Regions from separate parts of the Anas platyrhynchos genome. Here region 2 is linked to region 1. Evidence: chromatin contacts called from public Hi-C data. All regions are on one chromosome and are shown on one strand. Each heading gives the region's core, a stretch centred on a gene start, on an enhancer-like site or on the middle of the called end of the contact. The rest is flanking DNA. Distances are from core to core; before and after follow the strand shown.

The links. A called contact is a pair of places that touch in the nucleus more often than the background predicts.
Region 2: a Hi-C map of liver shows a contact between it and region 1, with 5 times the contacts expected there. The contact joins the promoter of ATG5 here to the enhancer-like site in region 1. A contact is called at or near these places in 3 of 8 Hi-C or Micro-C datasets (liver, skeletal muscle and subcutaneous adipose tissue).

Annotation. Positions count from the first base shown.
Region 1 is chr3:74,277,830-74,282,677 of IASCAAS_PekinDuck_T2T, forward strand. It overlaps CRYBG1 (crystallin beta-gamma domain containing 1), which reads right to left. Exons shown (of 23, transcript XM_072036138.1): 22 at 3,906-4,068; 23 at 1-1,106. The coding sequence ends at 1,018. Among named protein-coding and RNA genes, the nearest start is that of QRSL1, 24 kb to the left of the region's middle. Within about 2 kb of position 2,077, at least 1 of the 8 cell types and tissues checked has an H3K27ac peak or open chromatin away from gene starts, as enhancers often do.
Region 2 is chr3:74,386,364-74,391,211 of IASCAAS_PekinDuck_T2T, forward strand. It overlaps ATG5 (autophagy related 5), which reads left to right and starts at 2,346. Exons shown (of 8, transcript XM_027454761.3): 1 at 2,346-2,489; 2 at 2,835-2,996. The coding sequence starts at 2,889.

The sequences.
Region 1 (4,848 bases), core at 827-3,326:
CGGACTACCAGGGAGTCTGGCATCCTACTCAGTAAGCCAGAGCACAGGCCAAAAGGTGGTGGCTAAAAAGGGCACTGTGCTTAGATGCTTTTGCAGTCATGCTTAATGATAGTTTCCTTAAGAATTTATTTTTTTTTCCCCCCTATGTGGCAAATGATTCTAGAGTTCAGGAAGACTACATTTACTGGAGCTGTTTTAAAAGGTAAAAACTTGACTTGGCAAAGAAGTAAAATACTTGTAACAAAATATCAGGCAGCCTAGGAAGTGGGCAGGCAAGTTCTTCACATTCTTATAAATTATTTTGTCAGTCCTGTATTTTTCTAAAACACATCTACTTGTTTATATCTTCTCTCTACGTGAGAAAATCATATTTATTTTTTCTTAATTTAGGACTTACTGTTTTAGCATACTATTAGCAAAGATTTGAAGGCACGTGTTAAAAATTCTTTGGATTTGCTGTGTGCTAGAAGTCTTTAAGCTTTCAGTAAACATAAGTTTGTTCCAGTGAAACAAATATATTAATTTTCAGTAGTGAATATTCCTCTATCCTACAGCCCATAGGCCTAAGTCGCTATACCCACATACACATTGCACTCCTGTCCTTTATAAAATAAGCTTTAATTAATGTTTTTAGCCCTTCTCTCAGTTAAAAAAGAAACTTTAAAAAATAATTTAAAATTACACTTCTTGGCTATTCTGGATTAGCTACTCCCTGACATGATTGTAACTGTGGGGTCTCTCCCACCTCTCGTTCATCCACGCTGGCCTGAGGCACGCCACCATTCCCTATCTCCCTTTGCACTGTGACGATTACAAAAAGGCCGAGAGATACTCAAGCTTTCATGGGGTTAATAATGATAGCTAGCGAGGTGTGAAGTCATTCTGTTGCTTGCTCTTTTTAACTGCAAAGAAAAGACAGAGCTCTCGTTGTTGATCCTGCATCCTTCCAGGCTGGCAGTGCCGATGCTAGCGTCCAGAATAGCGCCCGATCCGCACGTCGCCGCTGCTCGTCTGGAGTTACACGACGAGTGGTTCCCAGCACTGCGTCAGCCTTTCTTCGTTGACTGTGTTGACGACGACGTGATCGCGATCGTACTGCGAGCCCCCTGCGAAGGAAAATTCAAAGAGCACAGTCTATCTGTGAAATCAGAGGCAGGTCCTACTCTTGGTTTCAGGGCTGCTCTAAGTGCTGATGCAGGCAGTTTCTCCCTCTCCCCAAAGCACTGTAAAGACGAACTCATTTTCATCACCGCCTGCTTTTGGCATTTCTTTGAAACAGGGAGGCCTGCCTGTTCCTCTCCACCGCCCTTCAGTAAGTCAGTGCTTCCTTTCCTGTTCAGGCTGAAGAAAACATGAATACTGTCAGGTCTAACTGTTAAAATGGCCACTTCCCAGAAGTCAAAGTTGGGTTTCCCCACAACAGCTGTCACTTTGCTCTCAAGGTGATGTTTACACTACGGAAGTAGTCCTGCTGTTAACAGTTTGAGCAAAACCATAAAAATAAATACAGAATAAGCCAAGGGATGAGGCCTGGTACTCATTTATGCGTAACCACTGTAACCCTGTATTTTGACCAGCTGCATCACAAGTTGCTGTACACAGCCCATCACCCGATGTCCAGCTGTTCCCACTGGTAGCTGAGTGCACCTGACTGCAAAATGCTTACACTTCTTCGATGGGCTTAAGTTACGCACTTTATGCAATGCCAAACATGTTCCTGTAGAAGAGCGCTGTTAGAATACTAACTTCAGCTCAGAAGTAAATGAAATGTTAAACCAGAAAGTCAGAGGTGACTTTTTTTTTTTTTTTTTTTCAATCTAGTACGTACTGCAGAGGCATTAGGTGCATACATCTTGCACACCTGCAGTAGCAGGCACTGCTCTCACTGAAGCAGCTGCCTACACTGAACACCAGGATGCTCCCACGGACACCCTCCTTCCTTCTGCACCTCCTCTCCCATGCCTCCCTACAGCCTCATCTTCCCAGAATGAGCAAGAGATGTGCCCGGCAGCTGAAAGCCTGCTCTGAGCATCACAAATACAGATTACAGCAGATCCCAGAGACGTGCTAAGTACTGAGCCCTACTTGGTCAAGCACATTTAATAGCAGCTCTTCTGTACGACGGAAATGCCACCTCAGGCACCGTAGCTGATCTCCCCTTTAGGAATCTGGGGGAAGATTCCAAAATCATCACCATCCCAAATCATAAAGGGTCTCTGAGAAGGTTAACAGCAACATGATTTGCCTCCTTCCCATCACCAACCAAGTATTAAACAGCAGCAGAGATACGCGGCGGAAACATTTGAAAGCTCTTCAGGAACAGGAAAAAACTTTAACCAGCAGCTATAAAAAAAAATAACGTTAGTCCTGTAGCTCAGTTATCACTGCGAGGGCAAACAGTCCGTTGTAAGCAGTATCTGGTAGACTATAAACAGGTAATAAAGGGAAAAGATAAGATTTCTTTCAGCGGAGCTCCGGGTTCCTTTGATGGAGCCGTGCTCTGGGCAAGGCACTGCACCATGCCGAGTATCCACAAGGTGGCATTGGTAACGCACGGTCGAACACATTCATTTGCTGAAGAATTCGTCAAAGCTCAGTTTGTGCTCAAGAACAGATCAGCAAAACTGGCAAAAACAGATAAAGTTCCTACTACACTTTCTCACATAAAAGCTAAAAGGAATAGATTAGCAAAATTATGATCCTACATAAAATTGTGTTCCTACATAATTCTGCTGAATGCATCTGAACTTTTGTCATCAGACCTACCCATGGCGAAGTCCTTCAATTAGTGCAGAATGTGTAACGTGCTTTTAACATGCTTAACTCAAGACAAGTCGGTGCAGCAGTGCTCCTGCTTTTTGGAGCAACTCAAAACTGACTTTAAAAAAAAAAATGTACGCAGAGTCATTGTGAATCTAGACTCTCCTTTGTCTCCTCTCAGGGTCTTTCTGATAAATTTTTATGGCAGTAAAGCGAATTTATGACTATTAGTGCCAGCGTTGTATCACGGTCAGCCATCACATAGCCCTTACCTCACAGTTCTGCCAGTCCCGTCCCTGTTAGTCCCAAAGTGCTGACTGTTGATTGGTAATTTTTGTTGTTGTTGTTGTTGTGTTTGTTTCTTTTGCAATTGTTATAGCTGATGTGTCACAGCATCAATCCAAAATTACTTCTTAAATTATTAAAGAATTAACAGCTATACGATTAATATCCCCAAAATGCAGAGTTATGTAGGAACATCTAATCACAATTTTGCTAATCATTCCATTTGCTGCTTTATCAGACCTATGAAATTATGAAAGCCAACGCAGTTCAGAAGCAGTATCTACATGAAACAAATTGCTGTGACAACAGCCACAGTAAAACATGCACAGAATTAGGCTGCTACAACAGAATCTGATGTTGACAATAAAGGTATAGCCATTAACAAACAAACAAAAACACTTTTTGCATCTAATCACATCAGCGTACAAGCCTGCCTTTGCTTTCCTAATATCCCTTGGCTATTGCATCTCCAACTACTATGTAAGAAAATTTGCTCTGCACAAATTAAAGTTAATGAAAAGCTAGGTAAGAGAAACCTAGCTTCAGCATTTTTAAATAATTTAATTATATTCACATCGCCCAGTGCCAAGTAAAATTAGCTGAGGGTATCTACACTGAGTGGACACCAGGAATACAAGATAAGCAAGTACTGTGAGTTACTAAACTCTGTGCAGGAAAAATGAGATGAAGTCCTAGGGCCTGTATAATTCAGGAGGTCAGACTAGCTGATCGGGTCTTCTCTGATTCTAGATTAAAGTAGCTCTAACACCATCCTTAATTTATAGGCACGTTTAGTGCCTATCCCACTGTAAACACCATGTAATTAAGACACAATGTAATGAGATAACACATTTGCTTACCTTTGATATCTAAAACCAGCTTCGGCTTCATCTTGCTGTAAATCCTGCCATCAGGACTAATATGCCAATACTGTTTGTCTTCATTCCGCTCAAATGACAGACCGAGTTTAGAGCCAGGAGTTATAAGATTTCCAACAATTGTCAAGCAGCAATCCTCTGCCATCTATATAACCAGAAAGGCAACAGCAATTACTCAAAAGCCCTTACTTCTAATATCCACTGGTTTTTAATCAGATAGGAGGGAGGGATGTAAGCAGGCGAGAACAGAATGTAAGACCTACTTTCCCCTAAAGGAATGCATTTTTCCCCTAAACTCCAGACTATTTATTTTTCCTTTTGTTCCTGTTTCTGCTGACACTCTCCACTACATAAGAATATTAAAATAACCATGTTGTATCAGATCAAAAGGTGCAATTAGCACCTGCCTCTAGCAGTGGCCAATAACAGATGCTATGGAAGATTACATTCACTCTGTTCTTGTATGCTGCATATTCCTGCTATACTCTCCCTGTCTGCAGCAATTTCTAGCCCAGGGACTTTTCCTTGAAAAGCCAGTATCCTTAATATCTGGACATTTTCTGCCCCATGTATGAGTTTGTTACTCACTACTCACTGAGATCAATGTAACCCTTTTACATGTACACTCTTCTGTATCGTAACCTTTCTGTAACAAATAGTTCCACATCTTTGCTACTACTATAAAAAAAAACAAAAACCAACATATCTTTGATAGATAGCTACAGGCTTTATTTGATGGTCTCCTTGCTGCACCACCCCTTATTTTAAGGGATGGCTTGTCCACACTACCTGTAGTCATACCTACTTAGTCTCTTCCTCACATGGAGGCAATCCACCTCCTTTGATTTTTTTGTTGTTGTTGTCATTTTTCTTTAGTCTTTTCTAGTTCTGTAATAACATTTTGAGGTAGAGAAAGGACAAAATT
Region 2 (4,848 bases), core at 1,096-3,595, 110 kb after region 1:
TTTGCTAGGAAGGTTAAATAGCAAGATACTTTAAATAGCAAATTATCACACTTTAGGACTTACTGTGTTTTATTCTTCTTATCTTTTACTTAGATCCAGCAAAAGACTTGGGCACTTTAATGGTGTTCAGTTTTCAGCCTATAGAGTGGAATCCATATGCCTGAGTCAGGTGCCTAAGTTCCTAATATTCAACATGAGGGAATAATGCAAAAGTAAATGTTTAATCTATTTGGTAATTGTCATTAGTAATCAACAGGATGCTGATTACGGAGTCCAGATGGCCAATGGTATGCTTCAAGAGCAGGTAGCAGTAGAGGTTAAGTATGGTGTCAGGAGATAAGTGCAAGGAACGGGCAGCACAGGCCACATGCTCAGGATATGTTTGCCGTCAGTATTATTGCTAATAGCAGTACGGGCAGACTTCCTGCTCGTGAGAAAAAATGAGTGGGAGCGGTTGTGTCAGTGGATGTTTTGGGGCCATTTTCTTTTCAGTATCGGCTGGTATTAGCTTTAATGATGATGCCACGGTAATCAGTCAAACCCTTTGGCCCTACCAAAAAATTCCTTTCATATCGATGAACTCTGAGGAGCAAAGGGCAGAGACTAAATGTGGTTCTCCTTGATTTCCTGTAGGAAAATCCGTATGTGTAAAATATTTTTATTACTCATAACCAGGGCAAGCTTTCTTTCTTTTGTTAGGATCTCACAGCAGCTCCTGCAGTCAACGCACCCTCAAGAGACTGTTTTCAGTGAACCAGTACCAACAGAATGGGGGACATTGCAGAAATCTATAGAGAAGCCCATAGCAATGGCCAAGGCTTGGGGGATGCTTTTGTGTCTGTGTGATCAGTTCTGCGCAGATCTTCGTGGAAGGAGCCTCCTGCATCCAGAAACTTCCACCATTCCAACTCTGCAAGACAGCTGCTTCCACACAACTGATGCCAGCTGAACTGTTCTGAATGCATGAGGAAAGCTCCCAGAGAAACTCCTGCCCTTCCGTCCCCTCAGCATGAGCAATGCCCTTCAGAGGCGCTGTCCATAGCCCATACCCAGGACAAGTGAAACTTATCTGTATTTCGGAGTGTAGGGGAGTCTCCATCACCGTCCTTGCTCCTGCTGCCAGGCAGCTCTGTGTGTGACTTGTCACTTACAGCAAAAACTATGTTTAAACTAGCCCTTGCAACACAGCAAAAACCTTTCCCTATGCTTTGGGGTAGACCACGCCAAACACAATGTTTGCTTCAGTTTTACTCCTTGGGTTTACCCGTTTTTTGAATTAATATGTCCTGGGTCTGGGTCTCATAAGAACACTCATAGAACAGGTACAGAAAGTTTCACTGGGTACCTCCCAAACCACAGAAGTACCATGGCTAAACATTTTGCTTAGCGGCTGTTGACAAAGATGATGTTTTATTCTCCTCTGATAATTTGTAACAGAGCTCAGGCACAGAGCAGCAGTTCCCCTGCGGCCTGTGGCGAGGCCCCTGGTGGAGCAGGCTGTCCCCCTGCAGCCCATGGGTCCCCCATGGAGCAGATCTCCACGCTGCAGCCCCAACATGGGTGGAGGAGCCCCCAGTGGAGCAGGTGGATGTGGCCTGGAGGAGGCTGCAGCCCATGGAGAGCCCCCACAGGAGCAGGCCCTGGACCGGAGCTGCAGCCCCTGGAGAGGAGCCCATGCAGAAGCAGGGATCTGCTCAGGCTCAGTTCAGGAAGGACGGCGTCCTGTGAGAGGGACCCCACGTGGAGCGGGGTCAGAGAGTGACTGTGAAGGAGTGGCGGAGACAAAGCGTTAGGGACTGACCGCAGCCCCCATTCCCTGTTCCCCTGCACTGCTCAAGGTGCGAAGGTGGAAGAGGCTGAATGGGGGGAAGGTGTTTCTGGTTTCTTTTGTTTCTCACGTCTCTAGTCTCTTAGTTATAGGCAACAAATTTTAGTATCTCCCTACTCTGCTTTGCACATGATGTTGAGCGATCTCCCTGCCCTTATCTCAACCCTCAAGCCCTTTCCACCCTCTTTTCTCCCCTTTTCCCTGTAAGGGTGAGTGAGAGAGCGGCTGAGGCGGAGCTCAGCTGCCCACCTGAGTAAAACCACCACAGGCTCACGTTCAGGGTATCATTTTTTATCAATAAAGAATATGAATCAGAATCAGACACACTCATAAAAACACCAGTCCTTACGAAAAAAAAAAAAGACACACACAGAGGGAACCAAAGCGCTTTATTTCTGCGGGACGCCTCCACCAGAGGCAGCCGCTGCCTGACACCTGCCGGCCAGGCAGCAGCGCAGCACACCCCCTCCCTCCGCCGCCCTCCTCCCCCCTCTGCTTCAGCGCCCGCGCCGGGTTCCGGCCGGGCCGTGGGGGCCGCCCACAACCGGGCGGAAGCGGCGCCGTGGCGGAGCCGCGCGGGCGAGCGGCGCATGCGCGCGCGGGCGGGGCCGCGCCTGGGTTCCTGCCTGGCGCCGCAGCTCCGGCGCGGGGCGGCCCGCAGGTAACGGCCGCGCCGCTCCTAACGGCCGCGGGGCCGCACGGGGTCTCCCGGGGAAGGGGGCGAGGGCCGCCCTGAGGCGGCTCCGGGCCCCGGCGGCCGCGGGGGTGCTCGCTGAGGGGACGGGGAGGGAGAGGGCCTCCCGTCAGGGCAGGTGCGGGAGGGGGGTGTGCGGTTTTGGGGTGGTTCTGTGGGAAAACGGCGGTTGGGCTGCGTGATCCCTTCCAGCCGGGGGTGTTCTGTCATTTTCCATGCAAACGCGCGTGAAAGGGGTGAGACGGGAGCTCGTGCTTACAGGAGAACCTGTAACGAGGGGTGTTTGACCTGTTTCTCTCCATGGGGTTACAGTTCCAGCTGAGGAAACGGAGTGGATCTACATGTGCTTCGCTGCTCCCTGGAAGAATGACAGATGACAAAGACGTGCTTCGAGATGTGTGGTTTGGACGAATACCAACCTGCTTCACGCTGTATCAGGATGAGATAACCGAAAGGGAAGCCGAGCCTTACTATGTGAGTGTAACAGCGGCAGCGTGGATACTCTAATCCCATACGTGCGTTTGTTTTGTTTAATCTCATCCTTTATGCTGCTAGGTGTGTGGATTTCTATTTTCCTATTCCTGATACCTTTTGGATGTATCTTATGGCCACACTGTGAGTCACCTTGCTTCAGAGCAGGTTCAAAAATTTAACTTTATATCACCAGTGAGTTTAGGTTACAACAGATAATTAAGGTTTAAATACCCTTATGAAAAAGTCAACAAATAAACCAAAAGCAGAGGCTGTGTGTACACTCATGGTGAGTTTGCATCTTAGAGATTCTCCAGAAGAAGGGATAGAGCCTGTATGTTACCTGTATGCACTAAAATTGATGAGGCATGTAGCATAAATACTACAGCCAGTATTCTTTATCAATTTCCTTTGCTCGTGGATGACTTCTACTCATTTTCTTTTCTTTAAATGCTAGCAGCTGTGAGAGATGTAGTAGAAAAGGCAGCTTTGATGTCTTAGCAGTACAGTGCTTGGTAAGCTGATGATACAGACAAGGGTGATGGGTGGATTTGAGATGTAAATTGAAGTGCTTTCTGTAATCATGTGGATGTTGGTTTATAGCGTGCTCTGCAGTTTTCATCCTTTCTGCACCTTACAGATGTTTGGTTGATAGACAATATTGGCTGTTTCAGAGAAACTTAAGTTTAAAAAGTACCAGGTATGTGAGAGGAAGAATCTTACACTATGAATTTAAGTGATTCTGAAATCCTTAAATTTTGTCTTATTTCATTCCGTGCTTTTTGGAGGCTATTACTGGGTAGAGTAGCATTCAATTAATAGCATCTTTGTCATTGGTTTCGCATTTCCCCGTGTGCCTTGTGTGGTTTTTAGTAACCTAATAAAGCATTAATGCTTTTCGTTCAGTGGTGATAGTGTTCATCTCTCTCTGCTTTAATTTCACCACTGGTGAAACAGAAGTACTTCCACGTTGTTGCGCTTGGCCTATTGCCTGATGCTTCTGAACTGTCTAGAAGTCTCTGATCAAACTTCTATAAAATATGTATATATTTCAAAATACACATGTGCATAGCGTGTAAGAGTTGCATAAAAGGCACAAGCCTGAGTTCAGAGATATGCAATCTTAATCTGTTTAACATTGGCATGAAAACCCTGAAGCCACGTTATCTGCACAGTGAGGCCAACTTTTGAAGCCTAGAAGATAGCTTTAAGATGGTAGTGTTTCTTTTACTTGCTCCTCTTACAGTGTGCACAGAAAATATCAAGGCTTAATTCTCTCTTTTTGCAAAACCTGGTTATTTGTAGGTCAGAATTCTTGAATGTTAGATTTTTCCCTCTTGCAGGTCATGTTGGAGCTGATAGTTGAAGTTTCCCTGTTTGAAGGGACCAAAGATGAATAATAGTAAAAGGTTGAATAGCAATCAAAGTTCTATATCTGGATTGAGTTCTCGTAGTTTCAGTGTGCATCTGCATTAATGTTCTAGTTTGGATCTGGAGTGTGTTTTTGAAGCAAGCCTTTGTTATTTCCACTTACTCTGCCAAGGTTTGTATCACACATCTGTCTTGGAGCACACAAGCTGAGTCTTTTTCCCGTGCAGCTGATGTACTTTGGGCCTGAGATCAATGTGTTCCAGCTGCTAATGGGTGGTCAGTGTATGGAATCAAATTGGAGTTGAACTGAAATGAAAAACAAACAAAAAGCATATGTAGTGAATGTTCCCAGCCCTTGACACCAGTTGTTTTACTTTATACGTCTCTTCTTATCAGTAATTATTGAAGCAGATAAAACCACCGTGTTCCGGGTTGCCTTCCGTGAACAGGGAGGAAATTCTGGCATCATGAAGTTAAGAGGAAG